2 separate regions of the Callithrix jacchus genome follow, and region 2 is linked to region 1. The links are chromatin contacts, called in public Hi-C maps. All regions are on one chromosome and are shown on one strand. Each heading gives the region's core, a stretch centred on a gene start, on an enhancer-like site or on the middle of the called end of the contact. The rest is flanking DNA. Distances are from core to core; before and after follow the strand shown.

The links. A called contact is a pair of places that touch in the nucleus more often than the background predicts.
Region 2: a contact with region 1 is called in a Hi-C map of skeletal muscle, with 9 times the contacts expected there. The contact joins two enhancer-like sites. A contact is called at or near these places in 3 of 3 Hi-C or Micro-C datasets (induced pluripotent stem cells and skeletal muscle).

The regions. Positions count from the first base shown.
Region 1 is chr19:50,143,298-50,146,790 of calJac240_pri, reverse strand. No RefSeq gene overlaps it. Among named protein-coding and RNA genes, the nearest start is that of TOMM20, 41 kb to the right of the region's middle. Within about 2 kb of position 1,545, at least 13 of the 16 cell types and tissues checked have an H3K27ac peak or open chromatin away from gene starts, as enhancers often do. A contact at or near this core is called in skeletal muscle, where this site is marked.
Region 2 is chr19:50,735,850-50,739,342 of calJac240_pri, reverse strand. No RefSeq gene overlaps it. Among named protein-coding and RNA genes, the nearest start is that of TARBP1, 19 kb to the left of the region's middle. Within about 2 kb of position 1,907, at least 10 of the 16 cell types and tissues checked have an H3K27ac peak or open chromatin away from gene starts, as enhancers often do. A contact at or near this core is called in skeletal muscle, where this site is marked.

The sequences.
Region 1 (3,493 bases), core at 296-2,795:
GTACGTCTACCTCATAACATCACATCGTATACCTTAAGTATACACAATAAAATTTATTTGTTTTATAAAAGGGCTGGGCGTGGTGGCTCACACCTGTAATCCCAGCACTTTGGGAGGCCAGGGTGGGTGGATTGCTTGAGGTCACGAGTTGGAGACCAGCCTGGCCAATGTGGTGAAACCCTATCTCTATAAAATACAAACATTAGCTGGGTGTGGTGGCAGGTGCCTGTAATTCCAACTACTCGGGAGGCTGAGGCAGGAGAATTGCTTGAACCCAGGAGGTGGAGGTTGCCCGAACTGAGATACCACCACTGCATTCCAGCCTGGCTGACGGAGCCAGACTCTGTGTTGAAAAAAAAAAAAAAGAGGGCTGGGTGCAGCGGCTCATGCCTGTAATCCCAGCACTTTTGGAGGCCGAGGCAGTGGATCACCTGAGCTCAGGAATTCAAGACCAGCCTGGCCAACACAGTGAAACCCTTCTCTATAAAAAATACAAAAATTAGCTGGGCATGGTGGTACATGCCTATAATCCCAGCTACTCAGGAGGCTGAGGCAGGAGAATCACTTGAACCCAGGAGGTGGAGGTTGCAGTGAGTCGAGTTCATGCCACTGCACTCCAGCCTGGGTGACAGAGCGAGACTCCATTTCAAAAATAAAAATAAAAAAGAGAAGGCCAGGCACAGTAGCTCACGCCTATAATCCCAACACTTTGGGAGGCTGAGGCAGGTGGATCACCTGAGGTCAGGAATTCAAGTCCAGCCTGGCCAACATAGTGAAACCCCTTCTCTACTGAAAATACAAAAATTAGCTGGGCATGGTGGGACGTGCCTGTAATCCCAGCTACTCAAGAGGCTGAGGCAGGAGAATTGTTTGAACTCAGGAGGTGGAGGTCACAGTGGTCCAAGATCCTGCCATTGTATTCCAGCCTGGTTGACAGAGCAAGACTCAGTCTCCCTCCTCCACTAACACAAAAAATAAAAACAAAAGAGAGGCCAGGTGTGGAGGCTCATGCCTGTAATCCCAGCGCTTGAGAGACTGAGGTGAGAGGATCTGGCTTGAACCCAGAAGTTACCAGCCTGGACAAGCTAGTGAGACCCCATCCCTATAAAAAAAACTACATATTAGCTGGGTGTAATGGCATGTGCCAATCAGTAGTAAACTCCTGGCAGGAGGGCCGCTTGAGTCCAGGAGTTTAAGGTTGCAGTGAGTTATGATGGCACCACTGCACTCCAACCTGGGTGACAGAGCTACGTTGTGGGGGGGGCGGGGGCTGTGGGAGACAGAGAGAAGAGAGAGAGGACTGAAAACCAGAAGAGGCCAAACCAAGTAGATGAAGGCAAGGAGGGGCCCTTCAGACCTCCACCCACCCTTGACCGTGAGGAGAGGGATTTAGACACAGTGGCAGCTGGGAAGCCTTTAAGCCTTGCAACCTAATGCCAAGATTCCACCCGAAATACCCTGTTTCCTGCCCTCTCTGTACATTCCTTCCTTTCCTCCCAAGCACCTTTTCCCGCTGCTATTTTCTTTCTTCTAGAAAACAAGTCATGTGGCCAGAAGGATGCCAGGCACTTCTGTTTTCTCTTTGAGATTCCTGGGTTCTTACAAGGTTTTCCTGCCTTCTCTCTGCCTGCAGAGTGCCTGGCACCTCAGAGGCCCCCAAACACACAGAATAACAAAGCTCCAGAGAAACAGGATGGAAGGCTGGGTGCGTGAGCACGGGAAAGAGGGCACAGGGGCTGGGAAATCTTTGAACCCAGCAAGGGAAAATATGGCAGGGCAGGAGCGGGGAGCAGGGCGGCAGCAACCGGCTGTGAAGTGACTTTGTTCTGTTCAGTTTGGAAGGAGGTGGGTGGAAATGACAGTTTGGAGCCCATCAGAACAGAAGAAACTGTTTCAGGGAAGCTGTCCCTTTTCTCCAGTTCTAACAGTGCCATCAAGCGGCTTGAGGAGCAGACGCAGGGCAGCGCTTCTAGGCAGCCCCAGCTGACCCCTCGGCAGAGGAGCATGGGGCTGGGCCGAGGGGCAGCTCTCAGCACCCTGCCTGTGGCAAGGGCCAGTCTTCAGCCTCCCAGACAGGTGGCCAAACACCTTTCCCTAGAACGATCTGCGAGGAGGTGGGCAAGGTGTGTCCCCAGTTGTAGGTATAATGTGCGAGCACCTTTTTGGATACGGGCGATCAAGTTTACAAAGTTCCCAAAAGGTACTTAGCGGGGATGCAGTGGGACAAACGTCATTGTCCTGTAAGAGGCGCCAAAGCACGTTTTCAACCTGAGACGTGGTCAGCCACCAGGGCAAGCCTGATGTTCAAAGGGCAGCAGAGGACAAAAGGGTGCTGGGCAAAACTAGCTGTGCCAGCACACCAGGGGGAAGGCTCGTAGGATCCACCAAGCTAGACTTATTATTTCACTTACTTCACTCACTTTCCTTTTTGAATTCTGCAAATCAGAATCTATTCACCTAAGATACACAAGGCCCCACACGGTGGCTCACAACTGTAATCCCAGCACTTTGGGAGGCTGAGGCAGGTGGATCACTTGAGGTCAGGACTTTGAGACCAGCCTGGCCAACATGGTGAAACCCTGTCTCTACTAAAAATATAAAAATTAGCTGGGAGTGGTGGCACATGCTTGTAATCCCAGCTACTTGGGAAGCTGAGGCAGGAGAATCACTGAACCTGGGAGGCGGAGGTTGCAGTGAGCCGAGATCGCACCACTGCACTCCAGCCCGGGCAACAGAGAGAGACTCCATCTCAAATAAATAAATAAGCAAGCAAGCCAGGTGGTGGTGCACACCTGTAATCCCAGCTACGGGAGGCTGAGGCAGGAGAATTGCTTGAACTCGGGAGGTGGAGGCTGCAGTGAGCCGAGATCGCGCCACTGCACTTCAGCTTGAGCAACGGAGCAAGACTGCGTTTCAAAATAAAGAAACAAAAGACATTCTCAGCAGTTCTGTGTCTGGATAACTGCAAATGAGGAGGAGGTGGACAAGGAGGAGGGAGAACATTCCACAAGGAGTCCAGGCGCCTAGGGTGGGTCCAAGCACTGACACTAAGTGGCTGTGCACCTTGAGGAGGTGGCCTCACTCTCTGAGCCTCCTTTTCCTCAGGCGTAAAGACAGAGGCAAGAACAAGATCCATAGTTTTTTCTTTTTTTTTTTTTTGAGATGGAGTCTTGCTCTGTCACCCAGGCTGGAGTGCAGTGGCACGATCTTGGCTCACTGCAACCTCCACCTCCTGGGTTCAAGTGATTCTCCACCATGCTCGGCTAACTTTTGTATTTTTAGTAGAGACGGGGTTTCACCATGTTGGCCAGGCTGGTCTTGAACTCCTGACCTCAGGTGATCCGCCAGCCTCGGCCTCCCAAAGTGCTGGGATTACAGGTGTGAGCCACTGTGCTGGGCCAGATCCATGGTTTTCAAAACCACAGCTCCTCAGACCCCAGGGGAAGAGAAGAGCTAACTGGGTGGACTTTGGCCCCGCTACCCAAACAGCTCC
Region 2 (3,493 bases), core at 658-3,157, 590 kb before region 1:
GGCTCCCCAAAATTCCTTTGTTAAAGTCCTAACCCCTAGCACCTCCGAATGTAACCGTAATTTGACATAGGGACATTAAAAAGGTGATTAAGGTAAAATGAGGTCATGTCCGTGGGTCCTAACCCAATATGTCTGGTGTCCTTATAAAGAGATAGGACTGAGTGCAGTGGCTCATTCCTATAATCCCAGCACTTTGGGAGGCTGAGGCAGAAGGATCACTTGAGCTCACGTGTTTGAGACCAGCCTGGGCAACATAGTGGTACCCACCCTCCACCTCCATCTCTACCAAAGAAGAAGAAAAGAAGGAGGAGGAGGAGGAGGAGGAGGAGGAGGAGGAGGAGGAGGAGGAGGAGGAGGGGAGGAGGAGGAGGAGGAGGAGGGGAGGAGGAGGAGGAGGAGGAGGGGAGGAGGAGGAGGAGGAGGAGGAGAAGGAAGAAATAATGAAGAAAAAGAGAAGGCAACTAGGACACAGATAGACACGGGGGAGATCATGTGGCGGCACAGAGAGAAGATGACCATTTCTAAGCCAAGGGGAAGAACCTCAGAACCTCAGAAGGAACCAGCCCTGCCAACCCGCTGGTCTTGGAGCTTCAGCCTCCGCAACTGTGAGGCAATATGATAGCCCCAGCAAACAAATACAGGTGTCTTTCAGTTTTAAAAAGATAGCTACATAATCATGGGTCAAGTGAACAGGGCACTCTTTTTCCTTAAAATTGTATTATTAAATGCAGTATTTGCAGGATGCTCTCCAAAGGTGGAGACAGGAGGAAGGTTTTGATGCCAAAACCTTCTAAAGTTTAGAAACTATAGCGAACTCTAGTTCCTTCTTAGAGATCCACTACATTCTCAGCATGTTTAATGCTCCTGAGATAGCCTGCGATCATGTCCCTTTGACCTTGGCATAACCCCGACTTTCCCAAACTTTGAATGCCATGCAGTGGTGTGATCTCAGTTCACCAGGAGCCTCCGCCTCCTGGGTTCAAGCGATTCTCCTGCCTCAGCCTCCCCAGTAGCTGGGACTACAGGTGCGTGCCACCACACCCGGCTGATTTTAATCTTTTATTTTGATTTTTTGTATTTTTAATAGATACGGGGTTTCACTGTGTTAGCCAGGATGGTCTCGATCTCCTGACCTCGTAATCCGCCCGCCTCGACCTCCCAAAGTGCTGGGATTACAGGCGTGAGCCACTGCACCCGGCCCGAATGCCTTTTCAAAAAGAGATACAATTCTACTTAACAAAACCACCATTCTTGGAACACACTTTGGAAACACTAGCAGGAACAAAATAGGAGGCAAATATTCTAAGGATGTAAAGATGCCTGTGGAATCACCCTTGAGAACCATGGGATTCAGAAGCCTGGAAGGGAATATACACGCGCTGCAGGTAGGGGCAAGGGGAAGACGCCTGCTGCAGGTAGGGGCAAGGGGTCACGACGTGGAAAGCAGGCACAGAGGGGCCAGACTGTGCAGAGCCCAGTGCTCATGTTGCTGTGTCATGGAAAGGCTGGCACTGAAGGAAGGATCAGTGCCTCCTCCTCAAAGGGGAACCTGAGGCTTTGAGTATCCATTTGTAGAATAAGGAATGGAATTCGGAGCATCTGGCCCTTGTTGTCTTCCTTTGGGGGCCCTGGTGATCCCTGCCAACAGAACTTAGACGCCCACAATGGTTTCCTCCTGTGCAGCCTCTGTCAATGGGGTGAAGCCCGGATGGTGCGCCCAATGTCAGCCCGAAGCCACCAGATGGCGCGCGGAACCCGCAAAGCACCTGCGCCCGCCTCGCGTTTGTCCCCGCACTGGCCCCAGGCCTTGGGAAATGTGGCCCTGCGTCTCCCCAGCCTTTTTACACTTCAGGAAGCTCCTCTTTAGAGAAGCATGTGAAACACCCCCTTGCACAGCTGTGCTCCTCCTGCCCTTTCCCTGCTGGGGACACATCGGCAGCCCTTCCTGGTCTGAAGAGTTTCCAAGCCCGGGAATCTCTCGCACATTTGTTCTGCTGGAACTCGAAGCAGGAAGCACTGAGCTTCCATTTTGTAACCCGCAATCCCAGCGAAGTACAATCGTTAGGTAAAAAACATCTCAAGGATTGTTTATGAGGGCAACCGCATTTCTGGCGTGAAAACAAGCCCTGCAAACATCCTGTTCCTCTGCGTTTTGACTGCAAACACAGGGGGTTGCAAGATTTTTTGGTAATCCCAAACTCAGTCCTGAAGAGTTAATGGTGTTACTCATGGCATTGGGGCATGAAAGAAAAACTTGCGTGTTCGGGTGGTTACGGCTTGCCCAGAGCAATGGAATGAGCCATAAGGCTGAAGGCCAAGGGACTCGGACCACCCATGCAGTGAAATAATCCCCCAGAAATGCAGTGCCCCGAGTGGAAATGAAAGTAAAGAGAACAGTCATTCCAGGCATTGGCTAAACGGGACTAAACCTGACTGATCGTCGAGCCTAAAGTTCACGGGACTCCCGAAACTGCAAATCTCAGATTTGGGATGAACTGCTTGGATACCAGGAAATGACAGACATCAGACAGTTGGAACACTGTTCTTAGCCAACTCTGGGTCTTAAACTCTGTTCTCATTTTCAGTTCCAAAAGCAATGAATAATTAATAAGTTAGTTTTTGAATGGAAAGCACATTTCAATGGATGGGTGATACTTTACAAAGGACTTCTGACAGTTACTGTTTATTTCCTTGTTTCTTTCTCTTTTTGAAATAAAACCTGGAAGTTGAGACAGAAGCAATATTCAGATATACAATAGCCTACATATTGGAGCCGTCAGGAACTTGCACGTTAATAAAGAACAGAATCTAATACATACCTTGGCACCTACATATGCCTCTTACTCTGTTCCATGTTATTTCTTTTTTATTTTATTTTATTTTGAGACAGAGTCTTGCTCTGTCACCCAGACTGGAGTGCAAAAGCAAGGTCTCAGCTCACTGCAACCTCTGCCTCCTGGGTTCCAGCGATTCTCCTGCCTTAGCCTCCCGAGTAGCTGGGCTTACAGGCTCCCACCAACATGCCTGGCTAATTTTTGTATTTTTAGTAGAGACGGGGTTTCACCATGTTGGCCAGGATGGTCTTGAACTCCTGACCTCGTGATCTGCCAGCCTTGGACTCCCAAAGTGCTGGGATTACAGATGTGAGCCACTGCGCCCATCCTGTTCCATGTTTTTATGTAAGTAATGTCTCATTTAATCCTCACAGCCCTGGCTTGGTAGTTGGCACTGACCCAGGTTTTCAGATGAGGACCCTAAGCCCCTATGAGGGTAAACAGCTCACCCCAAATCACACAACTAGTAAACTTGAGAACTAGGAGTTGGAACCAGGTAGGTCTGACTTCAAAGCCTCAGTTCCTTTTCCTTTGCCCATGCATTTCACAGACTCATGGGACCTCATGGGGTTAGAAGGGATCTGGGAGGGCATTTAGATGAATGCTCTAAATAATGCATGAATCCCTTTTCCAGCATTCTCTGTAAGTTGAAAGCTAAA